Linked DNA regions of Capsicum annuum: region 2 is linked to region 1. Evidence: chromatin contacts called from public Hi-C data. All regions are on one chromosome and are shown on one strand. Each heading gives the region's core, a stretch centred on a gene start, on an enhancer-like site or on the middle of the called end of the contact. The rest is flanking DNA. Distances are from core to core; before and after follow the strand shown. Region 1 holds the start of LOC107873406 (protein REVEILLE 6). Region 2 holds the start of LOC107873409 (protein SAR DEFICIENT 4).

Region 1 (3,363 bases), core at 569-3,068:
TAAACCAAATAAAGCTCGCCAATAAAGCTTATGTTAGCATAAGTTAATTTAGTACTTTGCTTTATTCAAGTAAACAACAAAACACAGTCAAAAGTCGCAAAGACTTCAGAAGGTCTTTTTACTAGACCTAACAATGACTTTTACTTTCTCAAAACTAGACCAATGGTGACATAAATTTTCCGATGTGGATTGAAAGAAAGTTACAGATGGATATAGATCCTTCTCTATCCAGAATGTTGGGGAATATAGCGATGTATTTTGTATTTTTATTTCCCGATCATTGCATAATCCTGATATCAAGTGACTCTTACCCGCAAAACAGAAAATCAAAACCAATTCTAACTTAATATCAGACACACACTTTTGCCACAGGTATAAAAGCTATGCACGGTGTTCCTAGTCCTAAGAAGTTACAAGTACTCAAAACAACCAAAATGGCTCCTTAGTCACTCTGTTATCCATTTATCCACGAAACTAGCAATTTCGGTGATTATAGTTGACCATGTATGCCATCAACACCGTATTAGATACCTATAGAGACATGCCCACATTCTTATCTCTGTGACTCAAACCCCAATCTCGTGATTGGGATTTTTCCCTGGGGTTATTCCTACACAGTTGATGCAATGCTAAATTGGCAACTTAACAATAAGACAAGAAATAGTTAACTCGGTGGTAGTTGCTTGTCATATAATAGAGTGAGAGAAACCTAAATTTGCAAAATAAAATGATGGTTCAGATAAAATGAAAAGGTGCTTAATAAGATGTGCATATGCTAGCTAACCTTACAATTACCTGAATAACAGTTTTTGATCCAACAAATGCTTCGATCTTTTTCCAGTCACGGTCAAATCTGTTGTTACATTAAGTAAAATGGGTAATCAGTAATAAGAAAAATCTCAACTCAAAGGAGACATGTTGATGTTCTTTTATTGTAGAACTGAACATAGTGGCAGTAAGCAAAGGAGTTACATTCACTCATTCAGTAAAATGAAACTACTTGATAAGAAAAAAGAGATTTAACGAACTTCCAATAAAATGTTGATATATACAAGCTACGAAACAGCCTTTAACCACTAACTTTTCTTGAAAACACACATAAGCCAGAAAATTGGCCGACATGAAATAAATTAGGTTTTAGGAATAGTTGATATATATATACTTGTGAATTAACACGAGAAGCAAAAATCCAATTTGTTCAAGTTGAACTCGTAAAGAAACAAACTTGTATAACAGCATTCAACTCAACTAATGGCATATGCCATCTTCAATCGCTCCTTAAAACTACAAATTCTCAAACTCGTTAATTTCCTTGGCGAACACTCAAGTTAACCTAAAACAACGAGAATGATATACGAACTTAAATTAAAACTTGGAACTTTCAGCCGTAAACCCTAGTAAGTGAAAATACAATGAACTAGCAGTGTAAATAGTTCTAAAATTCAGAACTCACAGCTGAAGAGCTTCAAGGAACTTGTCGTGTTCGGGTTCAGTCCAGCTTTCTCGTGACTTGGTAATGGTGTAGGGTTTTCGAATTTTCTTCGACGGGTCATCGGAAGGAGACAATGGGTTGGAGGTCGACGCCGTTGCACCGGCGGGAGAAGCGGTGGCAGTTGGATTGGAGAAAGAGCCGAGATTAGGAAGGGCCATGACCATCAGATTTTCATCAACTAGAATAAACTGTGGGTCAGTTTCGCTTCATCTCATGCTTTTTAGGCTGCCAAACATAAATGTTGATTTCTTTTCTATTTGTGTTTCTTTTCTTTTTTCTTCTTTATTCTTTTCTTTAAATTTTATTTTCTTTATGTCTAATCCGTTTTCTTTTGCCAAAAACAAAAACAAATATGAACTCCCAAATTAGATTATTAACTAATTAAAAATATTATGGATGGCTTGGTTGGGGCTAAAATTAGCACTAGTCACAAATCAAATTAGGCTTTCACCAAGCTAACGTTTAAAAAGAATTAGAAAAGGAAATTAAGAACAACTTGAGACTGTTTTTCAAAAAGAATAAAGGAAATTTGATATAATAGTATAACTTATATCCGCTAAATTTTTAAGAGGTTTTGATAAACTTTTAAGAAATACTTGTAGTTTATAAGCTAAAAATTAAAAGTCATAAGTAGGGCAGACCTTGCTTTTGACTTTTCGCTTATTTTTATACCTTGTTAGCCTAAAAGTGGGTGCTTAAAAAAACTTTTTTGTTTTGTCAAACACAGCTAAAATAAAAAAAATACTTAAAAGCCAAAAATATTTAAAAATAAGTAAATCCAACCACCCCCTAATTGAAAAGTGATTTTTTCCAAAAGTATTTTTGAAGAAAAAAAATACTTTTGATGAGAAGCAGTTTGTATTTTAACAACAAATTTTAAAAAACACATTTGAGCAGCAATTTAAAATTTAGTTAAGCTTTGAAAAGTATTTTAAGTATATTTTTCTCGAAAGTTTTTTTCAAAAAAGTCTTTTAATGGAAAAGTTATTATTTTAGCTTCTAAAAATACAGCTTCTGCTACTTCTAAAATTACTCATTTTCTAACAAAAATTTGGTTAAACACTTGCTTTTAAAAAAAAATTACTTTTGGAGAAAAATAAGCTTTGCCAGACATGTTATCGTCTACTAATAGCATGTTTGGACAAGCTGACTTTTTCAAAATTGCTTATTTTTCTAAAAAGTGTTTATTGCCAAAAAGTGAGGTGTTTGTCCAAGCTTTTGGACGGAAATAAGTGTTTTTAAAGAGTAACGGAAGTTATTTTAATAAGCTAAAAAAAGTAACTTCTTCCTAAAAGCACTTATTTAAAAAGTATTTTTGAAAAAAATATACTTAAAAGCACTTTTAAAAAGTTTGACGTTTGAATTTTTTAAAAAATCAGAGGAAATTCGATTTCGGTGCACATTAGCGTGACTTGCTAAAGTGCACCTACTGACCAAAAATGTCACGAGGACGACAAAAAAAGAAGGTGAATACACCAAAGACATCAACATTGGTGGTGACTGATAGTTTACGGGAGCTCGTGAGGACAAACAACCAATGGAACAGAGACCACCTTTAATAAAAAGGGTGACCCGAAATTTAATGGTACAAAAATAACATCAGGTAATTTAGGATCCAGGGACAATAAAGTGTCGAATAAGATGATATAACCAAAGGAGAAACGATGGAATCGCTTACACGCTGAACTGCACAAAAGAAGTTAGAGCTTAGTGAAGAACCAGCTAAAAGGTGTGGGAATTTCTTTAATATATAAATTAAAGGAATAAAACTAAGGTATGTGGTACTAGTAATGAAAAATGGGGCAAAGGTCATAGAAGAGTAAGGAAGAAGTTATTCGCACAACTGAAGAGTGAAAGCAGGTTATCTTGTA
Region 2 (3,523 bases), core at 611-3,110, 220 kb after region 1:
AATTATACCAGTACCTTCTTAAGTAGCGATGTCGTCGACACCCACTGACAAATACGTTTGAAAGTGTGACTTTTAAATTTTCTTTTACTTTTGATTTGAGTATTTAAGTATTTACCAATTATATATTTTGGTACTAAGTTTAAATTGGAGATTTAATCAAAAAAATTATTTTACATTGTAAACTTTCTAGGCTTACGCCTATTGAACCTTATGCTTAGGCGAACGCCTCAAATTTCGAAGTGTTTGTCTTTTGATGCTTTCACCTTTTCACAACGCTTTGAGACATTTTTGGCTATATCTTTCCTTGAGACGAGCTTTGAAATGCCTTTTAAAACGTCAGTTCAGAGATATATATATGACTTTTTCCAAAAAGAAATAGGATGGTCAGTCAATTTAGAAGATGGGCCCACATATATTTTTAAAAAATCCAATAAATGAATAGGAAATAGGGAAAAAAAGGCGTGAAATATAAAAAGCAAGCAAGACCTACATGCAAACAAACTAGAGCGGAAGTATAATTTTTCAAGGGGTGTAGGGTATAATAAACAAAACATGGACTGAGTTAATTGTCTAATTGTGAAAAAAGTACATGCATAAGGAAAACAGATATAATAAGTTAAAACACTAAAATTAGAATATAGCTATAAACTATTCTTCAGTTGGCAAGCAAGCATGTTGATGAAGAGGAGTTTGCTTGATCACACTTATATATAGTAGTAAAGTAATGTAGAATATACATACACATAAAATAATATTTGCACTAAAAAAGAATAGATTTATATGCAACTGCAAATTCTACTTTCAAGTACATGTATAAGTTCTACCATAATTGAAAGAAATTATGATAATGAAAAAATCCAGACAAGAATTGAAGTATAATTAGCCTTCTATTGAAGCTAGCATTTTCTCTCAGGTGGAATACATACACAGGTCCCTGAACTTGTTGAGTTTTTCATGTTAACACCTCAATTAGGCCATGCTCATATTAAATTCCTGAACCTCTCACAAAACGTGCCGATTAAGCACTTTTTTAGAAGGCCATAACACATGAAATCTAGACACGAGTAATGTGGTAAATAAATCAATAAGATAAAAATAATTGACTTTGCTCACAAATAATCCAACAAAATAAAGTAAATAAAACCTTTAAGCCCAAAATAATAGTATATATTTAAAACCCCTAATCTTTATAGGTCTTCATCTTCCCCCCCAAAAAATCTAGGTTTTCTCTAAAGAAAAACCTCTATTACCTTCATCATATCTTCTCTCACTGCAAATTCTATTGGCATACTCATTGAATTAGATCCAATTCTTTGTTGATTTTTGACATTCAAAATTAGAAATAAAGAATAGAAACATGACTTGAAAATGAAATTTGTCATCAAATCTGACAGTGCTTCGAAATGTAGTGCATTTCTTGAAGATTGAGGAAGACAAAATAAATTTATCAAACCTTATAGGGTATTTATCAAGTCCGATATAAAACTTTTAGCATATTTTTTATTTGATCTTCGAGAACAAATGTTATTTAAGTTATAAAGTGGTGGGATTGAATTTCGGCGAGCCAATTTATGACGATAAAGATTGTGAGAAAGCAAGCGACCATTGTGGTGCGACCATGAATGTTGTGGTGGTGGCTTCGACCCATTGATCTTCTTCCATATATAATTTGACAGTAATGAAAAGAAGAATTAGCAGTGAAAAAAGAAAGAGAAAAAAACAAATACATTTTAGGGAGAAATTATATTCTCATTGGAGGTAGCGACGGTGGTGAAAGAAGTCGAAGATGATAACTGTAAATTAAACTTGAAGAAGATATAAAATTTAAAAAATTACAAATAAAAAAATTAAAGCGTATCCCACATGTTGTGTTAGGTAGCAAGTGTGCTTAATAGGCATATTTTATCTCACTTAATAGGAATACTTTATGAAAGTTTCAAGATTCAATAGAAATATAGCGTAATTACTTATTAGGATAGTCTTAGCACAGAAAAATTCAACAAGTTCAAAGCCTGCATATGAAAATTCCACCTTGATTTTAAATGGACTGTCGCATTTCATTAGCCGTGACGAATTAGAAAACTTAAATAGTCCAATCTTGAATTGGGGAGCCATTTGATTTGGGTCATTTTGTTACCGCGAAATTTCGCAAGTCCACTGCAAAGTCGAGATCCTACCTTTTCCCTTGTTAAAAAGTTAAAAGCAGTTGAATGAATTTGTCCGTTTGTATAGTATAAATAGTGGCCTCAAAAAAGCCATTTGTATAAACGCCCCACCATTTTCTCCTCTAAATCCATCCTACTACAAGTCCAACCAATCCCATTTTTTCGCCAACAAGAAAATCCCCAATCCACCATGACAACACCATCACCAGTGTTCATCTCCACCGCCACTCTCCACACCCTTTTGACCCACAAATCCCTCATCAACCACCTTCAATTTTCCCTCCCATCTTTCACTTCTACCATTGAATCCCCACTTCGCCATGCCCATCAAACAAGCCCCTCAACTTCTCTCCTCCTCATGCCTTCTTGGTCTTGTTCCCCTTCCCTTCCTTATATCGGTATCAAGCTTGTCACTTACCACCCCAACAACTCCACTCAAAATTTACCTGGAGTTCATGCTAGTTATGTTCTTTTCAATTCCATTACTGGACAAACTTTAGCCACTATGGATGCCACTGAACTCACTGTTTATCGAACTGCTTGCACATCGGCTTTAGCTTCAAAATTCTTATCACGACAAGATTCCGAGACCCTTTTGATGATTGGTGCTGGTACTTTAGCGCCGCATTTGATCAAGGCGCATTTGACAGTTAGGCCAAGTCTGAAGAAAGTGATTGTGTGGAATAGAACTGTTGATAAGGCGAAAAAGATGATTGAAAATTTGCAAAGTGAAGGTGGTTTTGAAGGGGTGTGTTTTGAGAGTAATGATTGTCTTGAGGAAGTTGTGGGGTTGGGAGATATAGTGAGTTGTGCTACGAATTCGGAGACACCATTGGTGAAGGGGGAGAAACTTAAAGAAGGGGCGCATTTGGATTTGGTTGGATCGTTTAAGCATTCGATGAGGGAGTGCGATGACAAAGCGTTGAAGAGGGGGAAAGTGTTTGTTGATAATGAGGCTGCTTTGGTTGAGGCAGGGGAACTGGTGGGTGCATTTGAGAGAGGGGTTATCTCAAGGGATGAGATTGCTGGGGACTTGTTGGAATTGATAAAGGGAGAAAAGAATGGGAGAACAAATGCTGAGGAGATTACTGTGTTTAAATCAGTAGGTTCTGCTGTTGTTGATCTTCTCACAGCTCAATTGGCATATGAGACTTACATAAAAAATCATCAAATTTTAGTTAATTAGTTCTGTTCTCATATAGAGTATGCTGTGGGGCTATACAAATAATGATAATAAGAGAAGATAAGAACTTTGTTTCTCTGTAGTGCTTGTTCTATGTCTCAATAAGACGGTGATGCAGTTTAATGTGGTGTATCAGTCAGTCTTGACATCTTTTGACAGTTTTTTACCTGGATAC

Evidence for each region. Hi-C and Micro-C count contacts between places; a contact is called where the count stands out from the background.
Region 2: a contact with region 1 is called in a Hi-C map of pericarp, with 2.3 times the contacts expected there. The contact joins the promoter of LOC107873409 here to the promoter of LOC107873406 in region 1. A contact is called at or near these places in 4 of 5 Hi-C or Micro-C datasets (leaf, pericarp and placenta).

The regions. Positions count from the first base shown.
Region 1 is chr6:51,086,544-51,089,906 of UCD10Xv1.1, forward strand. It overlaps LOC107873406 (protein REVEILLE 6), which reads right to left and starts at 1,819. Exons shown (of 8, transcript XM_047413511.1): 1 at 1,454-1,819; 2 at 796-853. The coding sequence starts at 1,656.
Region 2 is chr6:51,308,546-51,312,068 of UCD10Xv1.1, forward strand. LOC107873409 (protein SAR DEFICIENT 4) reads left to right here and starts at 1,861. Exons shown (of 1, transcript XM_016720254.2): 1 at 1,861-3,520. The coding sequence starts at 2,356. The coding sequence ends at 3,351.